Linked DNA regions of Oncorhynchus mykiss: region 1 is linked to region 2. A link is a contact called in public Hi-C data. All regions are on one chromosome and are shown on one strand. The core of a region is the stretch at or near the end of the contact, and the rest is flanking DNA. Distances in the headings are between cores, read along the strand shown.

What was found. Hi-C and Micro-C count contacts between places; a contact is called where the count stands out from the background.
Region 1: a Hi-C map of liver shows a contact between it and region 2, with 2.5 times the contacts expected there. The contact joins the promoter of shmt2 here to the promoter of LOC110494766 in region 2. A contact is called at or near these places in 2 of 3 Hi-C or Micro-C datasets (blood and liver).

Annotation. Positions count from the first base shown.
Region 1 is chr17:85,341,275-85,343,974 of USDA_OmykA_1.1, reverse strand. shmt2 (serine hydroxymethyltransferase, mitochondrial) reads left to right here and starts at 1,309. Exons shown (of 13, transcript XM_036950835.1): 1 at 1,309-1,467. The coding sequence starts at 1,435.
Region 2 is chr17:84,857,316-84,860,015 of USDA_OmykA_1.1, reverse strand. It overlaps LOC110494766 (PRELI domain containing protein 3B), which reads right to left and starts at 1,331. Exons shown (of 6, transcript XM_021570097.2): 1 at 1,111-1,331; 2 at 124-292. The coding sequence starts at 1,142. It overlaps LOC110494765 (tubulin beta-6 chain), which reads right to left. Exons shown (of 4, transcript XM_021570096.2): 4 at 2,547-2,700.

The DNA.
Region 1 (2,700 bases), core at 60-2,559, 480 kb before region 2:
CACGCACACACGCACGCACGCACACACACACACACACACACACACACACACACACACACACACACACACACACACACACACACACACACACTCATGTATCTTGTGGAGTGGTTCAGGATACAGAGATTGATGTAGTTCTACGTACCAGGAGACCACCTCTTTATCACATCTCACTGTTGTGTTTGGGAAGGATATCCATGCTATGATCCACGCTATGATACATCACCTTGACTCCTTTGACTTTGTCTCTCTCTCTCTCTCTCTCTCTCTCTCTCTCTCTCTCTGTGTCTCTCTCTCTCTCTCTCTCGCTCTCTCTCTCTCTCTCTCTCTCTCTCTCTCTCTCTCTGTGTCTCTCTCTCTCTCTCTCTCTCTCTCTCTCTCTCTCTCTCTCTCTCTCTCTCTCTCTCTCTGTGTGTGGCTCTCCCTCTCTCCCTCTCTGTGTCTCTCTCTTTCTCTCTCTCTCCCCCCCTCTCTCTCTCTCTCTATCTATCTATCTATCTATCTATCTATCTATCTATCTATCTATCTATCTATCTATCCATATCTCTCTCTCTCTCACTCCCCCACACTCTGTCTATCGCTGTCTCAAACCCTTTGTGTGTGTGTGTGTGTGTGTGTGTGTGTGTGTGTGTGTGTGTGTGTGTGTGTGTGTGTGTGTGTGTGTGTGTGTGTTCAATAATAAATCAGCCAAGTAAAAAAGAACACAGATAATGCAACACTGTCTTTCGTAGCGAGGACAGTGTGTTGATATTGCATTCTCTGTACATATCCACATAGCCAAGGTGAACAGCCTGTGTCCAGGTCCTATGGACTGAAGTGAACCTGACTAGACAAACAGTATCTCCAGCCCTTCAGTCTATAGCGCCATGTTGTTCAGTATTTTCAGACCATATTTATTTTTTGAAGAATTGTTACAAGCTAGGTAAGCAAACATAGTCTACAAAGGAAGAAGGAGCCCTTGGATGTAAGGCAGTAAGTGTGCATGTCTGATGTAGCCTAGTTATTGATATTTCAGTTGAACATGTTTTACAAACAGAAGGATCTTAATCATGTAATATTTGACAAAAAATTATCACATAACACAAATGACACGCCCTCCAAAAGAACGGAGCAAACCTGCTCTTGTTTTAGATTATTTAACTGATCGTTGTTCACACATTTATAACAACAACCAAAACATTTAGAATTGTATATATTCATAGGACTCTATAAGGTTCACGGCTGATAACGCTCATGAAAAAAGTACGTCACTCTTGTGTAATGCATAGAAACTACAAATCCCAGACACCCTGTCGGCGATGTAAAAATGCAAAGTGCAAGCATCCGCCTCTTCCACTGACTGATCAACTTCAAAACAGCCTTTTCTAAGCGTGACCCTTTTAGAGAGTGAGGTGGTTAGATTGACCGTTGTTGTGCTTCTGAAATCGTACAAATATGCTGTCGTTGACGTTGAGGCAAATCGCACGGGTGAGTGACTACTTATTAATTTCGCCAACGTTACTCGATGATACATCTCGCTAGCTTCAAATCAAATTACAGCAAAATAGCATGCAATGACCAGCCAGGTGGCTAGCTAAAGCAGCCACGTTTGCAGCTGTATATTATTATTATAATAGCTAGCTATCTGGTTAGCTTAAAGGCTACTGAACAGTGTAGCTGGATTGGTATGGTGCAGGTACAACTAGTTAGCGACGTAGCTAAGCTAATTACCCACATTAATGTTATCTGACATGACTGGCTGGTTAACTACTGTAGTTAGCTAGGCTATACTCCTGAGAGACCACACACACACACACACACAATGTTGTCTGTTTAATGGTTGTGTACACGCGTTTAAATGTGTTTCCATGGTTTGTGATCATAGGAAAATGAGATGGTCCCAACATGTGTTTTTAGTAAGAGATCAACTTTCACTATCTCCCTCCCAGAGTCCCACGCTTACTTTGCACCACTCTGCACCACTGGGGACAAAGATGCCAGGTAGCTTGGCCAGTTTCCCACGTGTTTGGTTTGACATTAGGAACTAACTGTAACCTTGAGTGATTGATTACCCCTCTAATGTAAGTAACTGTCTGTAATATAGTTAACCCTAGTTACGCGTAGTTACACGGTATGGATAGTAAACTCGTCAGATGTAAACACTTAGCCTCACATGGTTACTGTTTAACTGGTGAGTGATGCAACAATCTAGCTGGTTTCATCATTTCAGCTGGTTGGCAAATTATACTGCTACTTTTCTAGCTACATTCATGTAGTTTTGGACTTGGAAGAAAATATTTCTTATTTTAAGCTGGGAAGATTTTTTTTTTAAAAAACAAACATTTTTAAACATATAGTCCTATTTGAATGTATGAACAATTTGAACTGATGTGAATATGTTTCACGATTTGACAGTAGTTGATTGATAAAATGTTTGTGGACTTTGATGACTACAATGTTTGGGATCCTTTCAGAGGGAGTTTGTATTGCACAAACGTTCTTTACAAACTTCAAGCATTTTCCTAGACAGGGCAGTATCTGAAAGCTCAAAGTGCAAAAAATACAGCTTTTCTGCAAGAACAGTCGACAAATATTAACCCTTCTCAAGGTAGTACTTTTACAGTTGGCACATAGTCTACCTGTTAATTACACCAGTCAGCTATTAAGGAACCTAATAGCTTGATGTTTATTATGTAAGTATCAAGATAGTATTTCCGTCTG
Region 2 (2,700 bases), core at 82-2,581:
GCTTACTATTATGTTGCTAAAGTAGAATCTACTGTGTTAGGTTCTGTCTTTCATTCTGATCTATCTAGAGCCTGTATACCTCTGCGTGTTTGAATTTCTATAAAAATAACAACAAACACTTACCGACTTGACGATGGAGGGCAGGCCCCACTCAGCGCTCAGCAGCCTGTTGCTGTGCAGGCGTCCCCGTGTGTCCACACTACGGTCCAACACATCCACCCCAAACACACTGGGGTTCATGGGGTTGGGGTACTTCTGCATCGCAGCCTTGGTGACTGTCTCCCAAGGATGGCTGTGGAGGGGAGAAAGAGTTTGCTATCAGCATTCAATTTATATTACGCACGTTTTTACTGATATCCACATGGCAGTCAGACACTGAAATACATGGATAATAAAACACACACACACACACACTTTAACACTGAAGTTGAAATCACAAGTGCAATTCATAACAATATGTATATTTATTTAAACACTTGTGTGGATGAAACAGGTGCCGTTTAGCGCTATGAACATTCGTCTATTTATGTGCCACAGCCTCTACGAGTTGATTAATATCCATCGATGCAGTGAGCAGGACATGGGGTAACATGCTCTGATAACAGATATGAAAGTCTAAAACCTCACTGGTTTAATTCAACTCTGTCTACATAGCAGCTGAGTGTCATCCTTTTTTTAAAACTGGTGCTTTGACTTGTAAAATAGCCTAAATGTATCCACGGATGGATTCTTTCTCGATGAAGAATCTAGGTTGCATCGGAGGAGGCAGAAGCCATGTGTTTGCGGTGTGACGCATCAACTACTAGGGGAAAGGTTGCTACTACGACGAGCTGGTTACGCAATTCCGCTGCAATCTGAAACTGACCGCTAGAAGCTGCTGAGTTAAAACATTCAGATGCTGTTTAACTGATACAAACTGCCAGGGTCAGGATTCTCAGTCATTGAAATAACTAGCTAGTTAACTTTTGCTGACTAAAACCCAAATCCACATGGGATCCAAGTTACAAATCGTGAAGTTGAATTCTTACGTCAGTTAATTCAAGACAAAATCGAATACTAAGCGAAACAACAGGAACAAATCAATGAATAGATAGAAATCTGGCTACTCACTTGAAAATGTGTTCCGATGTCCAGATCTTCATGGTCGGTGAGATGGGGAGTTTAGGAGTGAATCCGCCGGTGATTGCAGTCACACTGTTGGGAAAACCGCCCACGTTCAGAAAAGACCCAGCGCAAACCCACCCCCCACCTACGACGCGCAGTCATGGGACATGTGTTTGTGTGGCGCACTTCCGCCGCATTCCCCTGCGTTGATTGACAGCGGTCGACAACGCACAGACCAAGTGGAAAACAAAACGCACGCGCCTACTAGACATGATGTTCTTCTGGCAGGCACAAGTTTTGGCATGTTGGCGTGTGCATGTTCTTTATATCAAACGCAAATTTGAATAACGTCCTATGAGGTCGACTTACTGTTGAATCCATTTTTATTCATTGAATAAATAAACACATGTTAATAGTAATGTTTTTCAACGATGAGTTACTTTCTCTCCTAAATAGGATCTCTATCCTCTAGCTCAGCGGTGGCAAACTCCTTCCATGGAGGACCTAGTGTCTGCATGTTTTCGGTTTTTCCTTTCAATTAAGACCTAGACAACCAGTGAGTGGAGTTATTTACTCATTAGTGACCTTAATTCATTGATCAAGTACAAGGGAGCAGGGAAAACGCTGCAGACACTTGGCCCACCTTGGGATGTGTTTGACACGTCCTCTAGACCATTCCACTTTCCACATAGGATCACAGTATAGTAAAAGCAACTGGACAATGTTTACATTTATCCCCTTCAGTGAGGTTACATAACTAATCACTCAATGTGTGTCCAACCTTGATCCTGAGTAAACATGGTCTTGGATGTGGTGTCCTCTGAGTATAGAGCTACTGCAGAGATGACTGAATGCTAGGTCATTATCCTCTGGTATGGATTATATCATTTCCTTCTAAGCTACATTCCTATCACATGAGGTTGGTTGGCGGCACCTTAATTGGGGAGAACGGGCTCGTGGTAATGGCTGGAGAGGAATAGTTGGAATGTTAGCAAATACATCAACACCATGGTTTCCATGGTTTCCATGTGTTTGATGCCATTCCGTTTGCTCCATTCCAGCCATTATTATGAGCTGTCCTCCCCTCAGCAGCCTCCACTGAGGCTACATGGCCTTTAGTCCATAGATTAGTCTCTGTCTTCAGGTGGCACAGTTCATGGGTCTTTCAGCCTGATCTGAGCATATTATCACTGTACAAAAAGGGGAATTCCTCTGCCTTGTCAAATGGTCTTATCAAGCTGGACAGAGACAGTCACAAGTAATCTCTCTCTGTCAGATGGGAGGAGTGGGAGGGAATTATGTGCCAACTGTCCTCACTGACTGAGTTCTAGCTACTGTATGTTGTAGCGTTTTTGGGGCTTTAAAACCAGGCCTAGGACATTGTTCCTTGACAATAATGTTTGAACTTGGAATAACCACACAAAATAAGCACACAGATAACTATTGTTATAATGGAGAATTTTAATAATATAATACAAATGGTTCACAATATCACACTGAATACATTGCTAAAATTGCTGAGGCACAAAATAATTAACAAATAGAACATTATACTCCCCTTTTAAATACAGCTTTTAAAAATGTGCATATGATCTC